2 separate regions of the Arachis hypogaea genome follow, and region 1 is linked to region 2. Evidence: chromatin contacts called from public Hi-C data. All regions are on one chromosome and are shown on one strand. The core of a region is the stretch at or near the end of the contact, and the rest is flanking DNA. Distances in the headings are between cores, read along the strand shown.

Region 1 (5,825 bases), core at 1,848-4,347, 140 kb before region 2:
TATCCTCGTATCCTTTCTTCGGATGCTTGCTCTTGAAGGCACTCGAGCAAAAAAGCTCTAGAGATTCTTCAAAGCTCCATGTCTTAATCTCATAAACATCATATTCATCAACCATTATTCCCCTAAGCAAATCCTTATTTCTTGTAGTTATAATGAGTTTACTCTCTGGACTTGCATATCTAAATTCTTCACACAATACTTCTACTTGTTCTAAATTATCCACATCATCAAGCACAACAAAAATCTTTTTGTTACTAAGCCTCTTTCCAATTAATAATGTGGATTCTTTAGAGTTTTGATTTTCATCCTTTAGAAGCTCAGAAACCATCTTCTCTTTTAAAGATTCTATGTTTTGTGATGCTTCTTTCACATTTTCTATGAAGCAAACACTGTCATATAAGGGAAAGTGTTGGGAAAAAAGGATTTTTGCGATGGTTGTTTTACCTATCCCGCTCATACCGCAAATTCCGATTACTTGAACATTTCCAACTAACAAATTACCTCTGTTTTTTGACAGCAACAATTGCATCTCTTTGAGGATTTTGTCAAATCGAACAAGGTCTTTGGATTTTAGTTCCTTAGGGAACCTTAACTCCAGCATTTCCAATACATCTCCGACCATTTTCTCAATGACTTGAGATTGGTTCCTAGTGAAAAAGCAAGATTAAACGGAGGATTAAATTAACTTTAATTTCCACTGAAAAGATTAAATAAACCAATACTTAATTTCTTTTGGCGGAGAAACCAATACTTAATTAGTAATTATACATTACTCTAGCCACGAAACTACTATTACAGTATTACTCTTTTTTTTAAAAAAAATTAAAATATAGATAATCAATTAAAACTAAATAGTAAATTTGGATTCTAGACACTACACATATATAGAAGTCATTAAAAAACGATTTTTTATGTTTATCTATTACCAAATGTAATTAATATAAATTTTTGTTTATATATTAACTTCCTTATATATCAAAATAATAGATAAACTAATCCATAACAGAAGTGGCGTCTTCAGACTTAATTAGATTTTAATGTATAAGAATGCTTAACTATTTTTGTTTTACATATCTTCATTAAATTTAAATTATAAATAAATAATAAAACTAATGAAAATATAATAATAATAATTATTTGTAAAAAATGTAATAATTATAAAATAATATTTAATAAAATAGAAATTATTAAAAATATACGAATAATTTATTTTTGTCTATTTTTTCATTTTTAACAAATTATATATATGAGACTGAAGAAATTATAAGGAACTAAAGGTATAGTGCCTAAACAATATAATATCTCAGCACTCTATGTGTTATTTTACGATTTTTAAATGGGTGAAAAAATTCTCATCCAGCTGTTTTCATGTAAAGTTGATAGTCGAAAATTATTAGATAATAATCTAGTCAAATCTATTAAATCATATAATAATTACTAACTGCATGTGAGTCTTCGCCGCCTTTTAAATATTGTATATCATTGAAGTTCTGTTCTGAAAAAGTAAGTTTATTCTCTGTTCCTTCTCTATTATTTTTTTCTTTTATTAATGACAACAAATATGCAAAATATTGATAAGGAGAAATAATATTGATAAAGAGAAATAACAGTTGAACAACTATATATAAAAAAAATTAAAAACCACAGATTTTTTTTTTCCTTCGTAAGTGAACTTTTGAAGTTGCTTCATCGCATAGTGTTTGGCGAATGTACGTCATTTCTCAAATATTAATTATTCAGATCTGTGCCAAAATTTTAGTAGTAAGATCTAAGCATAAATAATGAATAAACTTTTTCAAAGATATTTAGACATACTAGAATTACTCAATTTAAAGTTATCATATATCCTTTGATTAGTTTGCGCAAAAGCAAGGGCTTTAATAAAATATGTTTGTTAATTTTATATATAATAACGACTAAGGAACATAACCTTTAATATCCTTTCACATCAAGAAATGAAAAACAAATAGAATTAATTTTTTTAATTAGAATAAAAATTTTTGTTACAAATTAATTAATCTTCCATATCCAATATTTAAACAGTTATACAAATTGAAGAATTATAATGAATAACATTGTATAAAATAAAAACTCAATTTTTGAACAATGAAATTTTTAAACAACATAAACAACCACCAATCAAATAAAAATACACTACACCCTAATTTAATGCTACTAATTAAATTTATTCTTTTAACCCTATTAATTCACATTGTTTACACATTGTTCAAAAATCTTATTGGTTACCTATACTTTTCCAATTTTTATTATTCCGTTTTCTATTTTAGGTTACATATTTAAAACGTGACAAAAAAACAATAATTTAAAAGCTAAAATGTTATAGCGTAAGAAGAGTTTGCATACAAAAACTATTTTCATGTGAATTATCTAAATTACACAAGAATGACAAATAATGTAATGCATGGTAGGTGCATGAAAATGAAACTTCCAAAATTTATTGTTACACAAGAATTAACTAGTACTCACTTATTGCTTCGAGTGTACCATCCAGATATATTAGCAGCTTCAGTGAGTGCACCTTTCCATTGAGACAGTTTCTTCTGAACATCTTCTTTGTTGATGATGTTGTCTTTTTCATCCAACAACAAGCACCGTTCATGTTTTGCAAATGCTTCTCCGTATGTTCCACTCTGATTCCGTACATCACAAGGATCAACATTGTAAAACAGAGGTATAACCCCCATTCCCTCGGTTCTTCGGCATTCGAGTATCTTCCCAAGTTCTTCCAAACACCATTTGGAAGACGCGTAGCCCTTTGTGAAGATCACAAAGGCTACACTGGAGTTGTGGATGGCTTCGCGAAGCGGCGGCCATATCGCATCTCCGGTTCGGAGGTAACTATCAATGTATATTTTAATGCCTGCTTGAGTAAGTGCTGAGTTTAGGTTATTAATGAAGTTGATTTGGGTGTCCCCGCCTTTGTAGCTCACAAAAACATCATATTTTTTTGGAGAAGAAGGAAACAACTCCATTAATATAATTAATCTCTTAGTCTATAATAATGTGGATACAGTCAAGAAAGTGTAGAGAGAAATGAACGAACTAATTAATACACTCTTGAACGATGGAGGAGCATGAATAAGGGTTTAGGATATATGCGTTTATATAAAGAGACTCTAACGCGGGGGGGACAAATATTTTAACATGATAATGGGACCCCTTATTTAACCACAAGTAGAACGTGAGAGAATGATATATCATATATGGGACATGACGCGGCGAATTTATTCGGAATAAAGATTCATTATAAATAAACGATTTATTTGATTAAATTAAAGACTTTGGGGAATCGTAAATCGTAATTTCTAGGAGTGACAAATGGATCAATCATCAATCTGTTTTATCTCCACTCGTAACAAACTAAAACCCCTTAAGACAAAATCATAATAATAATAATAATAATAATTTAAAATCCTTACAAAAATGCAACTTCCATACTAAAATCAATTATTTTTATTTTTAATATATATTTTATATTAATTATTAATTTTAGTGATTAATTTTAATAGACACTATAGTTAAAACTGTAAATTGTAAAGTATTGGTTTAGCTAACTTGTACTTTCAAAATAAATATTAAGATTATAAATTAAAAAATATTAAAAATACAAAAAAAATTAAATTTTTAATATATTTGTTTTGTATTTATTAAAAACAAAAATTTAGAAACTAATCTTATTACATGTCTTTTGAATAAATGTTTACTAAATCATATAAGTATTTAAGAAATAAAAATATATATTAGAGTCAATATTTATTTGGTCATTTTTGAAGCGAGCGAAAAAATTTCAAAAACAAAATTAAATTCTAGAATATAAAAATCTAAAGTATGTTAACTACTCTACCATCTCAATTTAACTAATAAAGTTTTTTGATATTACTGTTAGAAACAAGAGACTGAGAGAATAATATGAAAAGTGTATTATTGAGTTGTGATAGAAAGTACAATATACAAGAGGTATTTATAGCTGCTAAATGAATCAGAGTAATAAAGGCATAGAATCCTATAATTAATATACAGATATACTACATAAATATAGACGATACTAATTGATCCTAATTGATGCTAATGATTCTCTAACATTCCCCCTCAAACTCAAGTGGGAGCTAAGGATACCAACTTGAGTTTGGATAACAAAGTCCGAAAGCGAGTCGGGTGATGAGCTTTCGTGAAGATATCAGCAGTCTGATCCAGTGTCCCAACGGCAATGAGACGAACAGTATCAATAAGGATACGTTGTCGAACAAAGTGACAATCAATCTCAATGTGTTTGGTGCGTTCATGAAACACATCATTATGGGCAATCTGAATAGCACTGCGGTTATCACAAAACACATCAGTAGGAGACGACTGAGGAGCACCCAGATCTTCGAGAAGCCAACGAACCGAGATAACCTTAGCAGTGGTGTCAGCGAGGGCACGGTACTCAGCTTCTGTGCTTGAGCGAGCAGTGAATGTTTGCTTCTTAGCACGCCAAGAGATGAGAGCGTCGCCAAGAAACAAACAGTAACCAGTAGTAGAACGACGATCAGTGGGATCACAGCCCAATCAGCATCAGAGTATGCCTGAAGGGTCAAAGAGGAATGGGCAGAAAAATGAAGGCCATGAAATAGAGTGCCTTTGACATACCGAAGAATGCGAAGAACTGCCGCATAGTGAGTAGTACGAGGAGCTGACAAGAACTGGCTGAGGACATGAACCGGATAGGCAATGTCTGGTCGGGTGACAGTCAAGTAGACAAGACCTCCAACTAACTGGCGATAAAGTGTCGGATTATCCAAAACAGTGCCATCCATAGGGGTAAATCGAACATTAGGCTCAAGAGGAGTAGACTCAGTGCGACTATCTGTAATCCCAGCGCGAGCAAGAAGATCTGAAGCATACTTAGCCTGAGAGAGATAGATGCCATCATCGGTGGAGATGACCTCAAGACCAAGAAAATACCTGAGAGAACCAAGATCTTTCATCTCAAAGGTACGGTGAAGTGAGGCCTTGAGAGCAGAGATACCATCAACATCATCCCCAGTGATTATCATGTCATCAACATACAAAAGTAGAAGAACAACTCCACGTTCGCTTTTACGAATGAAGAGCGCATTCTCATGAGGGCTAGAAGTAAAACCAAGACTGCGTATGGTAGTGCTGAACTTGTCAAACCATTCACGAGGAGCTTGCTTAAGTCCATAAAGTGCCTTGCGAAGGAGACAAACCTTATCAGAAGGACAAGGATATCCCGGAGGTGGTTTCATATAGACTGTCTTTTTCAAATCCCCATTAAGAAATGCATTCTTCACATCCATCTGACTGAGAGACCATTTTTTAACTGCGGCAATGGCAAGAAGAGCTCGAACAGACGTAAGGCGAGCGACAGGGACAAAAGTCTCTTCATAATCAATACCATACTCTTGCGTACAACCTTGAGCAACCAAGCGGGCCTTATAACGGTCAATAGAGCCATCAGAGCGAGTCTTGATCTTGTATACCCATCTACTGCCCACAACTTCCTTATCAGAAGGAGGATCAACCAGATCCCAAGTGTGTGCTTTTTCAAGTGCCTGTAATTCTTCTTGCATTGCTTGTTGATACCATGTTAGAAACAAGAGACTGAGAGAATAATATGAAAAGTGTATTATTGAGTTGTGATAGAAAGTACAATATACAAGAGGTATTTATAGCTGCTAAATGAATCAGAGTAATAAAGGCATAGAATCCTATAATTAGTATACAGATATACTACATAAATATAGACGATACTAATTGATCCTAATTGATGCTAATGATTCTCTAACAATTACGATTATGAA
Region 2 (6,234 bases), core at 642-3,141:
ATTGACTTTGAATTTGTAATTGGCACTTCTAACACACTCCATCACCAATCTCACCCTTTTTCATTAAATCCAAAGCACTTTAGTACGTTCTCAAGGAAATTTCATCCTAATCTATCATACATCTTATTCGTGTCTAGCATGATTGCCATGTTCTCATATTTTCTTTCCTTCTTATTCAGGCTATGATATACTTTTTTATACGATTACCACATTATCTTAAATTAATCTTCCTCCTACAAAATGCACTTTGAATTGGTGAAACTATATCCTCCATTAGATCCTTCAGTCTTAGCACTAAGACCCTTGATTTAATCTTGTATATAAAATTATAACAGCTAAAAGGTTTTAATTGATTAAGTCCTTCCAAATTCTTTATTTTAGGAATCAAGACCATTGTAGTTTTACTAAGGGTGGCAAACGGGTCGAGATCCGTCGGACCAACCCACGTAACCTGCCAAAAAATGCGAATTGGGTTAAAAATTTGAAACCGCCAAACTTAAAAGCCTGTCTAACCCGCACCGCATAATCCGTCAGGACCTTTTTTTACAAATTTCTATAATATTATTTATCTACAAGAAGATGAAGATGATAATTGAAGATGATCTAAACTATATTTTGGATTATGTTTTATGTTTGATTGATTATAAACTTGAAGATGTTTAATTATATGTTTTAGACAATGTTTGTTTTGCTTTGGACAATGTTAGTTTTATTATTTTGTTTCAAAAAATTTGGTTTATGATTAAGTCTATTACATATTTATAATTAGGGTAAAGTATACTTTTTGTCCTTGAAGTTTGACAAAAATTTCAAAAATACCCCTAAGTTTTATTTTGTTTCAATTTTGTCCCAAAAGTTTTCGATTTGCATCAAATATATCCTTAATGGCTAATTTTTCAAAAAATTTAAGACCAATTCAACAACAATTTTATAAGAATAATCCTCAACGCAAGCAAATCAAAATCATTTTCATGCATTATTGTTAGATTGGTCTTAAATTTTTTAAAAATTTAGCCGTCGGGGGTATATTTGATGCAAATTGAAAACTTTTGGGACAAAATTGAAACAAAATAAAACTTAAGGGTATTTTTGAAATTTTTGTCAAACTTTAGGGACAAAAAGTATACTTTACCCTTATAATTATAAAGACTTTAATATTTGTGAATTTAAAAATTATAATATCTTTAGAAATTATAAATTTATTAAAATATTATAAAATTATATATATTTTTAATATTTAATGGTTTATAAAAAAAAAGATTTGGCAGATTTGACTCGTTAACTCGTCAACCCGCCGTTAGGCGGGACGAGGAAAAAATTCAAGATCGCCTCACTAGGCGGGGCAGGACGGGCCAGCCCGCCATATAGCAGGCTTTTAGCAAAATGGGAGTAGGACGAACTTTCCCATTTACCACCCCTAAATTTTACTAATGAATTTCGACAAATGCCCGCTTTTAAAAAAGCCCTTTGACGACTGCACATATTTCTTTTTTAATTACCTCTCAATATTTTTGATAGAATAACTCATTTAACCGAATTGGTCCAGGGGCTTTAAAATCCCGAAAACTAAAAATTACTTTCCTGATTTCCTCTTGTGAGACCTCGGAGATTAGCCTTCTGTTCATTTCTTCCATGACCCTCACTAAAATCTTGTTTAGGTTGTCATATCTTTGCCTTCTGGTGGAAGTGAACAACCCTTCTTTTTTTTTTTTTTTTTGTCAGAACCCTTCAAAATGCTAATGTTTCTTTTTCCATTTTTGGGCTAGAAAATAGTGTATTTCTAGACTTGGGCTGAGATTAATTGGGCCACCTTCCATGATCTGTTCTGCTTCTTTCAACAAATTTATTCGAAACCGCCTTTCATTCTCTGTTCTGCTTCTTTCAACAAATTTATTGGAAGTGCCTCTCCCCTAAATTCCCCAATGCATTGACCAAACCCAAGTGCCGCAAACCACAATGCTGTTGACCCAAAAAGCTTCGATCCGAAAGACTAGATTGTTGATTTTCTGTTAACCCCAAAAAGATAAAATAAAATGCTTTCATGTCATAGCAAATGTAACAGAATTCAAAATGACAAAATCTAACCTTATAGATTCTTTTCTTCAACATTTTATTTTACAAGTTATTGGTTAAAAAAACCTACGATTTCTAAAAAAAGAAAGAAAAAGGGATTAAAACTGAAAAAAGTGTCAAACACATTACACATCCCTTTTTCTCTGAATCTTGTCCTTGTTCTTCTTTTATATCAGCCTGAGATATTTCATATTTCTCAAACACTTTACAGAATAAGGAGAGAAATCATCACACACACTAAACCCTCAAGAACTATATAACATTTAACCATATTTTCTTTTGAATTGGCTTCCAATTCGCAAAGTTGTATACCAATTTTATCTACTCTATTAGTCTTTGGGATTCACATAGTTATTAGACACAGTCACTTTCTTCTCCTCCAACTCCTTTGCAAGCACTTGTATGGAATCAGAAACCTCTGCTCTGTACACATAGAACCTTGAAACAAATAGGAAGAAAATAAAGTTGAGGAAATTCAGCAATGCAAAAAATGCATAGTAGTAATCAAGATGTGACTCATTCAAGTTGTTCAATATCCACCCTCTATGACCATGTTCCTGAGTAAGCCGTGCCACGGTTGATAAAAGGAAAGAGCTTATGAAATTCCCAACTCCTAATGTAACAGAGGAATATGCAGTCCCAAGGCTCTTCATGTTTTCCGGTGCCTGATCGTAGAAGAACTCGATTTTTGCAACCTCCAAGAAGGCGTCGGCGGTTCCCATGAGTATGAACTGTGGAAGCAAAATGAATATGCTTAAAGGAACCTGTGCACCACTTTCTACAACACCATGATTTCTTGCAACCTTAAGCCTATAATTCTCAGTGATTGATGCAACGGTCATGACCAAGATGTGTAAAACAATGCCAATTCCCATTCTTTGAAGGAGCCTGATCCCTCTTGGGTTCTTGGTGAACCTTCTTATGATCCGCACGAAGACACGGTCGTAGAGGACGATGCAGGTGAGCAAGGAGATCGTCACGAATGCGCCTAAGCTCGCCGGGGGAATCTTGAAGCTTCCGATGTGTCTGTCAAGGGTGGTTCCTTGCTTCACAAACAATGTGTTTACCTGAGCCATCATTGTGCTTGGAACAAACGTTGCCATCAAAATTGGAACCATCTTTAGCATTTGCTTTGTTTCTTCTACTTGTGTCACAGTGCATAGCTTCCATGGATTGTTGGTTGAACTTGTTTTCACACAAGCCTTGTCAAGGAACCTTCATTTACATACATTATTTATTTTGTAAGCACATCAGAATTGCATGTATAGAAAAACATGTGTTACTCTTATATTAACTTTTACTCAAACATATAAAAAATTTCAGTTTTGTCTAAAACAATATTTTGGCTACATTTGTATGTATTTTTCTGTTTTAGACACAGCATTCGCATATGTTATAAGACACAAGTACGTAACAGAATGGCACAAAGATGTTTTTGTAACTTGAGACAAGAATTAAACAATGCATTAATAAATATATTTTGTATTCTATGTTAGTTTAAAAAGTAGAGACAAAAAAAATAATTTTTTTTATCCCTTTATTTTTATATTTTCCTCGTGTCTTAACAATTTAAATGCAGTTTTAGTGTTGGATTAATAAAAAATTCAAATACATTTAGTTTCATTTCTTAAAGAGGAGTTTTGGAGTAACGATTGAGTTGTCTCTATGTGAGCTCAAAGTCACACATTCAAATCGTGAAAATAGTCACTGATATAATTATTTAGTTTCGTTTCTTGTAAAAGATGATTTAATATACGAATATACAAGACAAAATAGTAACACAGAAAGTAGGGTAGAAAATATTGTACCTCAAATTTGGGGTGGAATCAATCCGATAAGTCCCTTTCTTTGCATAGTCCTCGACATCAAGTTCATAGAATTCTTTAGTATCTTTAGGAATAGGCACATTCCATTTCCTGAAAGCAGCAACTATGACCCTAGCCATTCTAGTGAAGGTACTCCCTGCAGGCACCTTGTGCCTATAAAAGGGAGTCCCTGACAAGAATATCATGATTGAAACTAAAAGGCCAAGTGTTGGAAGTGCATAACCAAGGCTCCAACCCACGTTGTCTTGAATATAGACCAACACAGTGTTTGCAAAGAGTGTCCCAAAGAAGATGCTGAACATCCACCAGTTGAAGAAGGATAGCTTGTGGAGCTTCTCCTTTGGATGAAAGTCATCAAATTGGTCAGCACCAATGGTGGAGATGTTGGGCTTTGTTCCACCTGTTCCAACTGCTAGAGTGTAGAGTGCACCATAGAACACTGCTAGTTGGAGTGTGGACGCTTTGCCACATTTTGTTATGTCTTTGTCAAAGCATTGTGGCGGTTTTAGGCTTGGAAGGGAAACTGCTAGTGTTAGCAGACACATGCCCTGCCACCAATGCAATGCAAAACATACATTAATTAACATATATGGTTAATAATAACACTATTGTTATATGGATATCAAAAGTATTTGATGTATAAATATGTTTAATGTTTCTAGATGCTAAACAGTAAACATGATGCATCATTATCAATTTTATGTCCAAAAGGTAATCAAATATGTTTATCATGAACTTGAATAGAAAAAGTAACATTAAAATATGATTTATATGGCTTTAATGTATTCAATAATTGTCACAGATCATTTCCCTTTCAAAAATTTACGGTGTTGAATAAAAATATATGAATAATTTTATATTTAATATATGCCTGTTGAAGCAATACTTTTTCTTTTAACTTGAAACATGAACAATATTAAGGTTCATGTTCATCTTATTTTATGTTAAAATTTAATTTTTATTTAAAAATAATAGTAATAAAATGGATTGAACCCGTCTTAAAATCCAGAGCGATTCAACAATTTGCAAAATTTATGGTGGAAAAGCCAATCCAGACACTAAAACTTGAGGAAGGATGTTGCAACTTGCAACCTCGTAAAGCACAGGAGCTACCATCTCATGAATTCTATATATTAATTTAAATTAAATGCAAGTTGTTATTAATAATTTAATATAACTACTAGTTTAGTAAAACTTAGCATACCATAACATTGCACAATCTTCTCAAATAAATAAAGCACTAACAGACAGAGTGACAGTGAGATATACTACTACTGGAACTTCCATTACAATATTATATATATTATGTAATTGAAATAATAATGCATGAAGGGATTGGCTTACCGTGGTAGATAAGTTACTTAACACTTTAATTTTCTACCTAATAATGTGGGTTCATAAAGCAGTTTATTTTTCCTAACCTTTTTTCTTTCATATACAACTTGTTATTTGTCTCTATAGTGTGCTTCAAGTGATCACTACAGCCCCACAAACCCACCATCATCACTCGTGCTAGAACTTGAACGAGCTCTATATATATATATATATGGGGAGTTCTTTGGTGACCAAGATAATGGTGTCTAAAAATGGCCAAAGATTGACCCACAAATTGAAAGTTGACATGTGGAATATATATATATAAGGAAAAAAAGGATAAAAAAAAGATGTGAAGTTAATAAAAATTAGATTTTTTATTTAAATAAATATTTTATTTATTGAAATAAACAATTATAAAAATTATTATAAAAATATGTCTCTCAATTTTATCTCGTTTATTTACATGATAAACGATATAATTATGAATATTTTATTTACACGGTAAACTAGATACATGGAATTTGAAAAAATACACATATCTCGTTTACAGTATAAACAAGATAAATTCATAATTATCTCGTTTATAATGTAAACGAGATGTGTGTATTTGTAAATATAAAAATATAAATTTTAAAAATAATAAAAAATATTAATAATTTAAATTAGACCAAACTCTTAAAAATAAAACGTTTCAACTTTCAAATAATAAGGAAAATAAGCGGTTTTAAATAATAGAAAAGATTAACCGTTTCAAAATATATTAAATTATTTGAAATGTTTCATTTTAAGAGTTTGGTCTAATTTAAATTATTAATATTTTTTATTATTTTCAAAAATTATATTTTTATATTTACAAATACACATATCTTGTTTACACGGTAAATGGATCATTTTAAATATATCTTATTTACACGGTAATCAAAATGCTGTATTTTTTTAAATCTCATATATATCGTTTATAGTATAAACAAAATATATTCATAATTATATCGTTTACAGTGTAAATAAACAAGATAAG

Evidence for each region. A called contact is a pair of places that touch in the nucleus more often than the background predicts.
Region 1: a contact with region 2 is called in a Hi-C map of an unstated tissue, with 10 times the contacts expected there. The contact joins the promoter of LOC112777102 here to the enhancer-like site in region 2. A contact is called at or near these places in 2 of 8 Hi-C or Micro-C datasets (leaf and an unstated tissue).

Annotation. Positions count from the first base shown.
Region 1 is chr19:125,115,355-125,121,179 of arahy.Tifrunner.gnm2.J5K5, reverse strand. It overlaps LOC112777102 (disease resistance-like protein DSC1), which reads right to left and starts at 3,097. Exons shown (of 4, transcript XM_025821385.3): 1 at 2,488-3,097; 2 at 1-647. The coding sequence starts at 2,993.
Region 2 is chr19:124,974,933-124,981,166 of arahy.Tifrunner.gnm2.J5K5, reverse strand. It overlaps LOC112775992 (protein NRT1/ PTR FAMILY 5.2), which reads right to left. Exons shown (of 4, transcript XM_025819935.3): 3 at 3,882-4,447; 4 at 2,072-3,288. The coding sequence ends at 2,403. Among protein-coding and RNA genes, the nearest start is that of LOC112775992, 8.0 kb to the right of the region's middle. Within about 2 kb of position 1,891, at least 2 of the 3 cell types and tissues checked have open chromatin away from gene starts, as enhancers often do.